Regions from separate parts of the Sus scrofa genome. Here region 1 is linked to region 2. A link is a contact called in public HiChIP or PLAC-seq data. All regions are on one chromosome and are shown on one strand. The core of a region is the stretch at or near the end of the contact, and the rest is flanking DNA. Distances in the headings are between cores, read along the strand shown. Region 1 holds the start of VPS26A (vacuolar protein sorting-associated protein 26A). Region 2 holds the start of DDX50 (ATP-dependent RNA helicase DDX50).

Region 1 (7,123 bases), core at 1,025-3,524, 220 kb after region 2:
TGTCTGCAACCTATGCCACTGCTCACGGCAACACCAGATCCTTAACCCACTGAGCAAGGCCAGGGGTCAAACCTGCAACCTCATGGTTCCTAGTCAGATTTGTTAACCATTGAGCCATGATGGGAACAAGAATATATGTTATTGAGCTATAGGAATTCTTTAGATATTCTGGATATCTTATCACATATATGATTTGCAAATATTTTCTCCTTTCCATAGGGTGTCTTTTCATTCTGTTGTGTCCTTTGATGCATAAAAGTTTTTAAGTTTGATGCAGTCTCATTTGTCTATCTTTGCTTTTGTTGCCTGTGCTTTTGGTGTAACAGCCAAGAAATCATTGTCAAGTCCAATGCCATGAAGTTTTTCTTCTGTGTTTTCTTCTAGGAGTTTTACAGTCTTAGGTCATACATTTAGGTCTTTAATCTGTTTTGAATTAGTTTTTGTATATAAGATACAACTTCATTCTTCTGCATGTGGATACCCAGTTTTCCCCAGACCATTTCTTGAAGATACTGTCCTTTCCCCACTGAGTCATCATTGCACCTTTGTCAAAGATCATTTTACCATATATGAGAGGACTTTTAAATTTTTTTAATAGATTTTTTTAGAGCAGTTTTATCCCAGCAAAACTGAGCAGCAAGTACAAAGTTCCCATGTATCCTCTGTTTCCCTCCACATGCTAAATACCCTTTTACTTTCCTGAAGTGAACAAAGATTACACATATTAAAGCTTTCCTCTTGGAGTAGCCGTCATGGCTCAGTGTTTAAAGAATCCATCTAGGAACCATGAGGTTGTGAGTTTGATCCCTGGCCTCGCTCAGTGGGTTAAGGATCTGGCATTGCCATGAGCTATGGTGTAGGTCGCAGGTGTGACTCGGATTCTGTTTTGCTGTGGCTCTGGCGTAGGCCGGTGGCTACAGCTCCGATGTGACCCCTAGCCTGGGAATCTCCATATGCCTCGGGAGCAGCCTTAGAAAAGGCAAAAAGACAAAATAAATAAATAAATAAAACTTTCCTCTTTTCAAATGCATGCATTTAGAGCTACAGATTGCCCTCTAAACAATATTTCAATGTATCCCATAAATTCTGTTGTCTTTTCAATATCTTTTAAACTATTTTAAAATTCCTATTGAGATGTCTTCTTTGACATAGAACTACAGAACTCTGTAGCTTAGCTTCCAAGTATTTGTGGATTTTCTGGCTATCTTTTTGTCACTTCTAGTTTAATTCTGTTGTGGTTACCGATATACACCAAGACATATTCCAAACCTCTTAAATTTGAGACTTACTTTATGGCCCTGCCTCATAAACTTGACAGTGTTTTGTTATGATGAGATAATCTGCCTTCGGACTGTCATTTTTTTTTTTTTCCTGCTTTGGTTCTGTATAGAGTGCACTATGGTACTTCAACACTAAATCTGAAATGCTACAGAATTCCACTCAGGGGCAGGTCTAGGCTTACACAACAGTGATCTAGATGCGGTTAAAGCCTGAGTATTTCTGAGCAGTAACATCCGACTTTTTTTTTTTTTTTTTGATAGCGAGTGATGCAAAAATTCCCGGGCCAGGGATCGAACCCGTGCCATAGCAGCGACCACGCCTGTTGCTTAACCCACTGAGCCATCAGGTAACTCCACACTGGACTTTTTAGAACAGCTTTCCTCACGGAAAGGCAGGGTGGTACAAATGATCTGTGAGCCCTCCACACCTCGGCGTGGATAGTTCATGAGTTATCCGTGAAACAATGGATGTAGTAACTTCTATTTTTTTTGTCTCTTCAGAGGTGATAAAGCCTAGTTCTCAAAACCCAGAAGCTCTTTGAGGGAAAGGAAGGAAGCTAGGTAGAGTTCGAGAAAGTGGAAGAATGCCTCATCCCCGGATTGAAAGAGCACATCTCTTTTCGAAGCCTAACCTAGCAGAACCTCGGGGAAACAACTCCCATTCAACTCCGCGGCCCAGTAACCCACCCGCAGAGAGTGTCTCCCGCACCAACCTTTTCTTGATCCTTCCTTCTTTCCCAGCTGCTCAAACTTCCTCAGAGAAGACGGTAGTATGGGAAGCAAACCCTGGAGGAACAACAAAGCGCTGAGCCCCAGGGAAGCCGATGTCCGCCCTGGACCCTCCCACTTGACGCTGTCTCAATGACTCCGCCCCTCCGCCGTGGGGTGGAGCACGAGGCCGCGCCTCCAAACCGCCCCGCCTCGGAGGGCCAGGCCGGCCAGTAGGGCGGGGCGAGAGGCGGGAGGCGGCCTGTGCTGGGGGAGGGGAGGCAGAGAGGGGGGGTCACGTGCAGCCGCGGCCCGAGATCACGTGACGGGGCGCCGGGGCGGAGGGAACCCGGGCTGGGAGTTCTCCTGAGAAAAGAAGAGTGAAGTGGGGGGACGCGGCGGCAGCGGCGCTGACAATGGTGAGTGCGCGGCGTATAGCGCGCTCGCCTCCAGCCCTCGCCCCAGAGCGCGCGGCGGGCCGGCCAACGGCTGGCCCAGTATCGCGGGAGGGCTGCGGGGAGCAGGAAGGGGCAGGCGGGCAGGGCGGGGAACCGGGTTAGGCCTGTCTGGCCGCCGCAGGTCGGGGAAGAGCGGGCTGCGCCGCTTCTTCCCGGTCTCGGCGAGGCCCGAGCACCTGCGGGTGGCGCCGCGTTCTCTTGGCCATGTCGGAGCCTGTGCCCGCGTTCCTTGACCGGCTGTGGGGGCCTTGGCTGGGTACTCGCACCCCGCCTCTGCGGGGGCCCTCTGCCGCCTCCCCTTCCAAGGTAGCCAGTCCCTCTGCTTCTCCTGGGCAGCCCCGCTTCCTTTCAGATGGAGTGATCCAAGAGCCCCTCGGTTCCACAGTCGGGGGGGACTTGGTCGCTCTGGTCCAATGTGTCATGAGCTTGATAAACTCCGTGATTTTTTTTTTTTTTAACTTGCGTATGGTGATATGAGGCGATTTCCTGACCCCACTTCAGCCTCGATGTTGACACTTGTAGAACGGGAGAGAAAAAGAAAAGGATATTGAAGGGAAGGACGCTTTTAATCCCAAAGACTCTAGTTTCGTGCTCGCTGCTTTGAGCTTTGGCTCTCCTTTCCTTCAAGCCATTTCTGGAAACTTACCGCTTTGGGATGTTGAAATGGCCTGGGGAGCAAAGGAGGGAGGGAAATCAGAGTACTCTCACTGCAGTTAGTGGGAAGCGCAAGCATGGGCACGATGGCGTTTAATTGTGTGTGTTGGCGATCGCCTCCAGATTGGATCTCATTTGGCTCGTTTTACGGTAGTGTTCGTTAAATCGTTTCACTTGGCGAGTATATGTTGCGCGCCTACTGTGTGCTCTCCCTAATAGTACCTGCTTTCCCAAAGCTCATCCGGTTCAGTAAACTGCTTGAGACTTTTGACTTAAAGACCAAGCTAGATTTATTAATTTTTTTTGTCTTTTGTTGTTGTTGTTGTTTCTATTGATTTATTAATTTTTTAAGTTACTTTGAATAAATAACTTTGAGTCAGAAATCGAGTTGTTTTAATTAAAAAAAGAAAGTGAGGACAGGCATGTTCTTTCTTAAACTTGCAGCCGTTTTTTCTTTCATTGAACAAATAATTACTGAGGTTCTCCCGGGGCCGCTGAGCAAGATTGAAACAGCCCTTGCTCTCTTGTAGCTTGCAGTCCAGAGGGAGATAAACATTTATTTGTGTAATCATTTGTTTAACATGTGTTAAAAAGGAGTACGGTAGGGCTGTGCCTAGTCAGGGAGTTAGAGAAGGCTTCTTTAATTGAATATAATTTGCAAAGAAAACTTAAAAGGCTATTTTTTGTTTACATTTAAAATTATTACTTTTAATAAACTTTTAAATTATGTTCAAGAGCAATTTTTATTGTCAAGTTACTCGTCAAATGATCAAATTTGTAAAGCTTTATAACACTGAAATTGGCACAGCTGTAATATATGTATGAAAATTTGCTGTTTCATTGCTTGTGTATGGGCTAAATGAATAAATTTTGAGAGCCTCTCTTGCGTCTCACCTTCAGTTACATTTCTTTATGTCTACTGGATGTAGTGAAATTTCTTCAGTGAGGGCTAAAAACTTTGTGCTTTAACATTCCCACATGTAGTTTTGCTGGATGGTAATGCTCAATATTGGGCTTAGGAATTACATGAAAAATCTTAAATTAACCCAACAGCAGTAATAGGACGTTTAGAACACAATTAGAAAACTATTAAAAATTGCTCTAATATTTTAATAGTCATATATATTGCCCTCTAGTTAAAGGCCACCTAAGAGTTTTAACGTGTATATTGCATAGTATTGTGTAGTATTGCTCCTGAAAAATCCTATATTCTGAATACTCGCTTGAAGATACCTTTTCCAGAAGAACTTGGTAGTTTTTCTCCTAAAAGATCTCAAAACTGCCTTCTATAGTTTCAGCAAAAGTCTATGTTAATGCTTCCTAACCTTCTTTGCCACTTTTATTCTATTTCCTTCCAGTCTGACAGTTTCGTAGTTTTTTTCTCTCTTTATATCAGGAGAAGTATTACAGTTTGATTGTGAATAAATTAAGAACAATTTTAATTTGTGACTTTCTGTTTGAAATGACAGAAGATGCACATCTTGAAATAAAAACTTTAGAAACAGGACTTTGGGTAGAGAATCTTTCAATTCCTTTTAGAAAGAAAACAAAGTTTTTTCTCTTGGTAATTGTAAGACATCCACAAGTTTCTGGAGGCTTTTAGTAGGGCTGATTCATTTTTGATGTGTCCTAATGATAAAAACTGGATGTTAACCCAGTACTAAACTCTCATGGTGTCATTAACGTAACCTTGTTAAAGTGCTGCAGTTTACATTCAACCTTTTGTTCTGCATGTGCTATACTAGGCTTTTTTTTTTTTTTTAATACCTTCTGATCTCTGCCTAATGTTTAGATTGTGTTGAAAAATAAGTCAACTTTTAATTTTTAGTTAGGAGATACTTCATGCATACAAAAAAATAATAGAGGATAACCACATAGTTTTTACATATTTTTAATGTCTAGGAATTTTTAACTTTTACATATGGTGTCAAAATAAGACTTATTGTTTAATTATAGTTGTGTTAATCGTGAAGTCTTAGCGACTCAAGTCTGTTTTAAACCATTTTAATTGGTGGCAATTTTGATTATTTTTGATTACTTGATCTTTTAACATAGGCTTTCAAATCCCAAGTTCAACTCTACGTGTTAAATATATGTATATGGAGAAAAATTACCATAGTATTTCCTTTTATCTGTAAAACAATTTTTATAGTTTTTAAATCTCATTTTTCCTAGAACCAGCTCTGGGAGTTATTAAGGGGGAATGAGAAAAGTAAATATTATTTTCCTGCTTCTGTTTTATAATTCAAATTTTGAGACTGTCCTCTTCTACCCTTTCGGAATTGTTCCTCACTGCAGCAGCCCTCCCCCACTCCTCCACTGCTTTGCTGGCTCAGTGCTTTTGCACATGGTGATTAGTAAATATCAGGGAACTGATTTTGAGCTGCTATACAATCTGGTATTTGTAGCCCTTAGGAGAATGTATACCATTTTGAGCAAGTTGTGAGTGCCAGGTTTGGGGTATGAAAGCTAACTAGGAAGGGACAGTGCGTGTGTGCTATCATTGATGTCTTTCATTCTAAATTAGTTCAGAATTAAAATTGATCTTGTTTGTAATATTGCCAGGAAAGATGAAAACATCTTGTCAAAAGGAAAATTTGCTATTTGTGTCTTTGGAGATGGCAAAAGTACCAATTGGCAACTCTGAGTTTATTTCTTGAAATTACAATTAATAAAAACAAGGAAGCGTAGAATTTAGGAAAACACTATCTCTTTTGATCATGGGATCACCGTGTCACTCACATAGTCTTAGGAGTATCATTAATTAGCTTGTTTGCTGTTACTCTGCCTCCTGAGGACAGAACTGAGCCTTAACCCAAGTTTCTTGCTCTAGTCTTTGTTATTGCACCAATGCTAAATAACTTCCTGGAGGAGGGCTAGTTTTGCCAGACATGTCAGTTTTAGCTCATTTCTTTTGTGTATCCATTTATTTTTTTTATTATCCGGACAGAATGTGTTTTACTTCGAATTAATACTCAGTGGGTATTTGAATGCTTTCTACTAAATGCCACATACTGCTCTGGCCACTGTGTCTTCGGTGTTGAACAAAAAATAAGATATTTGTTCTCATGACACAGTTCACTTGGGGAGTCAGGTACTAAATAAGTAAATTATAATAAATGATAAAGTAAAACTACATGGCATGTGAAACCTAAATTTGGAGAATTCAATTTTGATCAGGAAGTTAGGGAAGGCCTCTTTGTGGAGACGAGTCAAATTGAGACTCAAAGGATGAACCAGTTAGGTTAAGGGTACTTGGTCTAGGACGAGAAGAAGACTGGCAAATCTGATGAACTTGGATCATTTGAGGCTGGTTTGGCTGGAGGGATGAATAGAGCCAGATGTGTATTGGCTACATGAGGAAATACAGTGTATGTTTAAAATAACACTTCATTAAAGTAAATGTTAGCTGTAGAAAACCGCACAGGTAAGCGTACAGCTTGATGAATTTTCACTAAGTGAATATACTAGAGTATCAAGCTCTTGGATAAAACCAAACAGACCGGAGTTCCTGTCGTGGCTCAGTGGTTAACGAATCTGACTAGAAACCATGAGGTTGTGGGTTCAATCCCTGGCCTCGCCCAGTGGGTTAAGGATCCAGTGTTGCCATGAGCAGACGCGGCTCGGATCCTGCATTGCTGTGGCTGTGGCGTAGGCTGGTGGCTACAGCTCTGATTAGACCCCTAGCTTGGGAACCTCCATATGCTGCTGGTGCAGCCCTAGAAAAGGCAGAAAGACAAAAGAAAAAAAAAAAAGAAAAAGAAAAAGAAAAACCAAACAGACCATTACTATCATCCCAGAGCTTTCTTCCAATCACTTCCTGATTTCTAATACTCCGGTAAAGTACATTATGTATTTTTGATTTTTTAATAAATGGAATAATGTGAAATTCATCTTTGTTTTCTGTAGTTATAAGTCATTCCGTTGTCTACTGTATGAATATAGACTAAAATTTATGTATCCTCTTGTTGATAAATATTTGGATAATTTTGTAATTGGGGCAGTTAGGAATAATAGTATTAT
Region 2 (7,837 bases), core at 1,463-3,962:
GTCACATTTGTGATTAAAAAAAAAAAAAACAATGGAAAGAGCGGTAGCAGTAAAAAGATTGGGATCAACTGCATTTTGAGAACCCATCCTATAGCTACCTGAGGCTTTTAAGGGATGGGGAGTGGAGAAGAGAGACATGGGAGTCATGAAACAAGAATGGTTATATATCAAAAACAAACTCAGGACTATCTTGCTAGCCTCTCATTTGAAACCTTAGAAGCATGTTCCCTTTTCAGCAGTAGCAGATTCCATTTCTCAGGGAATGGTGCCCTTTTCTGTGACTATTCCTTTCATCCACTGTTATTCAAAGGACCTACAAAGTAATTAGTAATTAAAGAAACAGACCTCCTTCCAAAGGTTAAACATTTAAAAAGCTTTCCCAAATAATTTAAATTAGGAGCTAGATACATACGTAAATATACACACACTAAATGAGTTCAAAGCTGTCTCCACAGTCAAAACCTGGAGCTAAAGGTAGGAATATACGCACCTCTGTATATCGTCTCTTTAGTACTGTTATATCAGGGGATCCCCCATATTTCTCTCAGCTACCAACAGGGAAGGAATTTTTGCCCCACTTTACTAACAAAAAAATGGGTTTTAAAGTTTAGTTGGCCAAGGTCATGTGGCTAGCAATAGAAGAAATATCCTTCTTGGTCCCTCTTTCATATTCTCCTTACTTAGTAGTCTCAGCACTCACTCTCTACCTCCAATATCTCTCAATCAATTTATAGCTATCTCAAATTATTTCCATGTCATAACATTTTAAAATGATGGCTCAATTCCTCTTGTTAAGTAAGATAGATATGCAGATTCAAAATGTTTCTTTTTACCTTTTACTTTCTAACTATGGAATAAAAATTAAATTTAGCCCTCTAGGTTTGAGAATGACCAGAGAGAGGCAAGTTTATAGACATCTTGTTTCTATATTTTAAGGTCATAGAGTTTAATGATCTAAAACCAGAGGCAAGGGAAATCTTTATAGGACGTTGCAACAGAGCAAAAGATGAGGCACCCTAACAAACTGAGAAAGAAATTGTATCAGTGATTCTGGCAAGATATTTAGAAAACAAAGATTTTTCTAATAAGAGCAGATTTTTAGTTACTTGTACGTTTTAATAATTTATGGTACACCTTCATGTTCCTCCCAGTATATTTCATCATCAGTATCAATCTCTTGAGACTTAAAGAGGGACCAAATGTGAAAAAAACAGTTATTCATTTCCTCATCTCCATTCCAAAGTTTTCAAGTTTATACCCATTGAGAACATGTATTTAGCGGTACCCCTATTTTAGCTAAGCTACAGTTTCGTCAAGTTACTTATGACTCAGTTTAATTTACATACAATTGCCCTGCCTAACATAGACAGCAACCAGAGTTTTGAGTCAATGAATTTGGTGCTTAGGAAGGTAGGGTTTTGTACAGTCTTGTCCATTTTTCAGATATGCTGTATGACCTCTGACATAAAAACGAATGCTAAAAATAGTCTTGAGAGGCTAAAATATACTTCATCTGTGCTTTTCAACAACATACTAACATTTATTTCTATTATTATCCCAATTTTATACATGTGACATTCTTAGCCACATCTACTCCTGTGTTTTCTATGTACATCACAGCCTGTTGCAGGGCTACAAAGACTTCACAGTGATAGAATTGGTAGTGGGTGTGAGAGAGTGGGACAAAAATGTTTTAAAAAAGCACAGATCTAGAGATGCCTAGCTAGTCTCATAATCTAGGGAGAGAGATGCATTTTTCACTATCATTGACTGATACTCAATTTGTTGATAGTACTGAATCCATAAGGTAACATTTAGATAGACATATCACCTTTGACTTCAGGCCAATCCATAATTATGCAGGCCTGTAGCAATTACAAGCTTAACCTTTGTGCTTTCAGCTATTCAGGACTAATTCCCAAACTCCATGACATGTAGCAATCTGAAATTTTGCTAAGAGGTAAATTTGATGTTCAGGTTACAAGGCTGGTGTGCTGGATACTGTCAAGGGGTTTGTGAAATACCCCTGCACCTACGTCTCAATTTGACTTCTTGCTTTTCACTCAAAGAGTAGCTTGGTTGAAGAGATCATGAAGAGATAAAAAGAAACAGCTCAGAAAAGGGAGCCAACCATCCAGCACCAATGATGTTAAAAAAAAAAGGTATATGCTAAGGAGTTTGCCCCTTGTAGTATCAAAAGGTTTCTAGTTTTGTTCAAAGTTGTAATTTAGGAGCAGTTATCCCCGTAAGTAAAATCCTTTTATTCGCTGCAAATAAACAATTTGTCAGTGACATTCAGGCTTGTTTTCTCTAAATTTCTTTAGGTTTTTTTTCTACTTATTATTCTATGTTCATGGGAGCAGCTTTGGGAACCTTAAAGCTTGCAGGCTGGTGTGGCAGAGAAAAGACTGATTTCCTACTCGACTGTGCCACCAACTCTGAGACTACAGACAAGTAAATCCCTCTTAGGGGATTAGTTTCCTCTAATGGCAAATGGGGAGGGTGGAAAGGATCTACAGTAAGCAAGGGCCAACTTCCTTACTAAAACTTAAGACTTGAGAGAAGGTTGACACGGCCTAGCCTTCACCCCAAGCGCACCTAGCCCACTCCAGACCCCAAGACGCCCCTTCCCACCAACGCCGGGACGCTAGTCTCGCGCGAAGCCGTTAGACGTTAACGCCTCACCCCGCAATGGGTGGGGCTGATGCCTGCAGCTTCCGGCGGCGGGAGGCAAGGCCGAGCGTGGCGCGCCTCATCGGTTCTCCCGCCAACCCGCGGAAGGCGTGAGCCCCTCTCTGCTGCACTCGAGGGGCTCTCCGGCCCCAGCATTGCATGCTGGGAAGCCCGGAAGCATCTCCACTTAGCCGAGAAGAGCTATTAGGAGTGGGGGAGGGGAAGGGGGGAAAACCTGAACTTTTTATACTAAACAGTTTGCGCATCTTTTATAGAGATTGGTCAGGGTTTTACTCTAGAAGCCAATCACTTCAGAACAAGGGTGGACCAATCGAGAAGGCTCGCTTTCACTGGCTGGGAGACTGTGTCGCAAGGGAAGCGTTTAAAACGAGAGTATCCGGGATTATTTTCCCCCGCCGGTCGGTGCGTGTCCCGGAAGTGACGCAAGGCTCTGGCCGGTCGGCCGCCCTGCCCCCTCTTCCTTTCACGCTGTCGCTGCCTGTAGGTGGTTGTGGCCACCGTGCCCAGGAGGAGGCGACTGCGGCGAATGATGCCTGGGAAACTTCTCTGGGGGGACATTATGGAGCTGGAAGCACCCTTGGAGGAGACCGAGAGCCAAAGGAAGGAGAGGCAAAAGGTGCGCTGAGATGGGCCGCGCCTCCTTTTGGGCTGCGCCGGCTTGGGCGGGGAGGGGAGTCTCCCCGATGGCCTGTCACAACCCGGTCGGAGCATCCGAGGGCCTCTCTTCGCGCTGCCCTCGTACCTCTGAGGTCGCTCCGGGACCATTCCCACCGCCACACCCCTAACCTGGAGAAGGGCTTCGGCCCGGCCTCCCGTGGTCCTCCAGTCGTTCTCATCGGCGCCTACGAGATGGGCAGACTCAAGTTCTCATCGTGGAATCTGTTATTTCTTTCCTCTCCTTCCTTAAGCAGCGAGGCCTGTCATTTGGTTCTCGTTGGCCGTCTAGAAGATGATTAAGAAAAAATGATTGCTTTGAATAAGTGTTCCTTCTCCGTCATCCTGTCCTGTATGCGAGAATCTTGGGGAAAGCGATCTTAGGTTTACAAACCTTGATAACGGGTCAGTGGAGTAGTGAAGAAAAGTGTCACAGCCAACGTTGCCAGGATTTGGCTGTGATGGAGATCGTGTGGGTTGTATTATTAATAGCCTTTTCTGATAGTATTTTCATTCAATTCACAAATATTTATTGAGCCTAATTTATGCTAGACTCTTTGCTGGGCATCTCGGTGGTCCCTGCCCTCAAGGAGCCTGTTAGAAGAGTTGTAGAGACTTCCCGCTCCACCCCTCAAAAGAAAGAAAGAAATCTAGAGAAAAGGAAACAGCTTTAGAAGGTAAAGAAGCAATTCGAAAGCTGACATTTGACAAAAGAATGGCTGTATAGTTCCAGAGAGCAGAGAACCTACTCTTCTGACCTTATTACCAAGGTAAACTTGCCATTCTAGCCAAGGAGTTAGTATTTTCTATTGTGGTAAAATACACACACCATAAAATTTACCATTTTAAAATATACAGTTTTGTAGCATTAAACACATTCACACTGTTCTGTAGCCATTATCTTCATTCATCTCCAGAATTTTCTTCATCCTCCCAAACTCTGGGTGTGTTAAACACCAGCTCCTCATTGCCCCCTCTCCTGGCATCTACCATTCTTTCTGTCTCTGAATCTGACTGCTCTAGATAAGTCATGTAAGTGAAATCACCAAGCAGTTATTTTAATTTTGCTTCTAAAATACTTGGTCTTCTTTTAGCATCCAAATCCTATCCCTCTATCAAGGTTTAGTTTATGCCTATTAAAACCACGCCACTGTACACACAGTAATCTCATTCCCCCTTGGATTCTTTTTCCAGTGCTATCTTTCTCATACAATTAGCCTTTATGTACTTCCTTGTGAGGTTTTTTAAATTTTTATTTTATTTTTGTCTTTTTAGGGCTGCACCTGTGGCATATGGAAGTTCTCTGGCTAGGTGTTGAATTGGAGCTGTAGCTGCAGGCCTACCCCACAGCCACAGCAACACCGGATCCTTAACCCACTAAGGCCAGGGATCAAACCCACATCCTCATGGATATTAGGTTCATTACCACTGAGCCACAATGGGAACTCTTATGTACTTTCTTGTAAAGTTAGTTCAGTCTTCTTGTGTGTATCTTTCCCAAATATTTCCCAAAGATTCTTGAGGGAAAAGACAGTATCTTTGTCTATGCTTGCATTTCACTATAATCTTGTAAATTGGTGGTTTTCACATTGTAATTTCTCCAGAAGTACTTGTTGATTTTCCTTTAATTATGAGAGATAACTAAAGATTTGGAAACAGGAGTTCCTATCGTGGCGCAGTGGTTAACGAATCCGACTAGGAACCATGAGGTTGCGGGTTCGATCCCTGGCCTTGCTCAGTGGGTTAACCATCTGCCGTGAGCTGTGGTGTAGGTCGCAGGCGTGGCTCTGATCCCGCGTTGCTGTGGCTCTGGTGTAGGCCGGTGGCTACAACTTGGTTTAGACCCCTAGCCTGGAAACTCCATATGCTGCAGGAGTGGCCCTAGAAAAGGCAAAAAAAAAAAAAAAAAAAAAAAAAATGGAAACAGTTTGGAGTACCAACTGATAGAATAGAGCAGTCAAATACTGATCTGGCATTGAGATGAAGGTGATTTTGGGTTTGGATATCTTGAGATATGGAACTGGGTCTTAGGTTCCCAGAACTGGAGTGCAAATGAGGAAGGAAGCCTGGAAGTGTGTGTTGAAGCCATGAAAATGGTATGAAAGTATACATAGAGAACAGAGACTTAAGGACATCTACTAAAGAAGAGAGAGGAACCATTGAAGAAGATAGAGGTAAGAGAATAAGGAGGAAACTGTGTGTCTCAGAAGCCAAGAAAATGGAGTCTGTCAAGCACTGTGAATCTGATGTGAAACTGTATTTCATCACCTTGGGATATTTCTGGGCTTGGACCTAAAGGTCTCATTTTACTTTGCAGAACCTCTGTGAAGTGCAAGGCCCAGAAGTAATTCAAAGCCCACGGCTGGTTCTATAAATAGTCTTGTTTTTGTATAGAACCTATTGGTTTGGGGAGATACGGGCTAGCTCACTTAACTATAGATCAAATGGTATAACATGCAACTGTATGACATATTAATGTAGTGTTCTGATGTTTACAAAGCATTTTCATATATTCAATTTTTATAACAACTCATTTTATGGATGAGAAAATTGTATATGAAAGTACTCTTTAAAAATTGTATAAATCAGAATTTCCCTGGTGGCTCAGCTGGTTAAGAATCCGGCATTGTCACTGCTGTGGCGCAGGTGCGATCCCTGGCCTGGAAACTTTTGTATGCTGCGAGGCCAAAAAAAAAAAAAAAACATGTGTAATTCATAGTGAAAATTTTGGTAATGGCAGTTTTTATCAAGACTAGTCACTACTACCTAATTTATTTATTTATTTATTTATCTCTCTATCTTTTGCTTTTTTTAGGGCTGCACCCACAGCATATGGAGGTTCCTAGGCTAAGAGTCCAGTCACAGCTCCAGCTGCCGGCCTACCCCACAGCCACAGCAATGCCAGATCCAAGCCGCTGTCTGCAACCTACACCACAGCTCATGGCAACACCAGATCCTTAACCGACTTGGCAAGGCCAGGGATTGAACCCTCAACCTCATGTTTCCTCGTTGAATTCGTTTCTGCTGCGCCACAGTGGTAACTCCCTATCTAATTTATTTTGAACATTTGACACGTTTGAAGTGCTGAATTTCCTAATCATTTCTTACTGTCTGCAAATATTAAAACACTGGCCACTAGTTTGGCATTTTAAAGCTAAAGTTGCAGAAAGCACCCCCCCCCAAGTTCTATTGATTAAATTTTAAAAACTTTAAAAAAAATTCCAGGTTTACTAATATAGTTTTCCTTCTATGATAGTATAACAATTGGGTTTTGTATGAACTACATACTGGTTTTTTTCTTTAATCTATTTACCAGAGTTCAGAGAAGAAGCATGATAGGAAAAGAGCATGGGTTTTAAATCAGACAGGGCATGATTTTGAGCAGTTTTACTTGCAGGAAATCCCACATGTGGGTCTTTGGCAAGTTGCTTATCTCTAAAAACTTGTTTCCTCTTCTGTAAAATGGCAAAGATAATATAGGTTTGCTATTCTTTATCCAAAATCCTTGGGGCTAGATGTGTTTTGGAATTGAAAATTCTGGGGATTTTTAAAAGGGTAACAACCCAGTAGGGTTTGGGGCCCCCAACCTATAATCAGACACCTTAATATAAAATTTATGACTATTCAGACTAAGTGGAATAAATAAAGATTATAAATTGTCTCACATTAGTTCAAGTCAGATTTTGCCATGAAATGAGTTTAGGTCAGTAAGGGTTTTGTTTTGTTTTGTTTTTTTAGTTTTTTAAGAAATTTTTTTCTTTTATTTTTTTAGGGCTGCACCCGTGGCATATGGAGATTCAGGCTAGCGGTTGAATTGGAGCTGTAGATGCCGGCCTACGCCGCAGGCACAACAACACCAGATCCGAGCTGCGTCTGCAACCTACACCACAGCTCATGGTAACGCCGGATCCTTAACCCACTGAGTGAGGCCAGGGATTGAACCTGTGTCCTCATGGATGCTAATCAGATTCATTTCCACTGAGCCATGACGAGAACTCCAGAATTTTTTATTGAAGTACAATTGATTCACAGTGTTGTGCCAAGGTCAGGTAAGGTTTTTGTCTCCGAATTCAGGTAAGGTTTTGTCTCCAAATAAGTTACAAAAAAAACTTTCGGTTTTCAGAGCTTTATGGATATCGGAATTTCGGATAAGGGATTATGGACCTGTACTTCCCTTATAGGGTTGTTATGAAGATTTAAACAAGATAAGCCGAAAACTCATTACACAATGCTGGGTAGGTACTCAATAAATATTAATTTTTTTCTTGGAAATATTAGAAGTTTTTGTTTGTTTTTTTAATTTATAAATCTTGAGTTCTCATTCTTTTACTGAAGAGGAACTATTTCAGTTTCCCTTAAATGTTGTTATGGGATGGGAGAGGGACTAGTAGCCAAGTCTTAAGAGTGCAAAATTTGGGATGAGAAAGAAAGCAACAGGTAAAGCTTAGGCTTGGCATTAGCACCCAGTCTGGGTTTCTACCAGGTAACT

Evidence for each region. HiChIP or PLAC-seq counts read pairs in DNA pulled down with a chosen protein or histone mark.
Region 1: an H3K27ac HiChIP or PLAC-seq map of alveolar macrophages shows a contact between it and region 2. The contact joins the promoter of VPS26A here to the promoter of DDX50 in region 2. A contact is called at or near these places in 1 of 5 promoter capture datasets (liver), 3 of 47 Hi-C or Micro-C datasets (heart right ventricle, liver and skeletal muscle) and 1 of 2 datasets of contacts at active chromatin or transcription factors (alveolar macrophages).

The regions. Positions count from the first base shown.
Region 1 is chr14:72,208,212-72,215,334 of Sscrofa11.1, forward strand. VPS26A (vacuolar protein sorting-associated protein 26A) reads left to right here and starts at 2,275. Exons shown (of 9, transcript XM_001925999.7): 1 at 2,275-2,407. The coding sequence starts at 2,405.
Region 2 is chr14:71,986,425-71,994,261 of Sscrofa11.1, forward strand. It overlaps DDX50 (ATP-dependent RNA helicase DDX50), which reads left to right and starts at 2,713. Exons shown (of 16, transcript XM_005657388.3): 1 at 2,713-3,310; 2 at 7,530-7,583. The coding sequence starts at 3,221.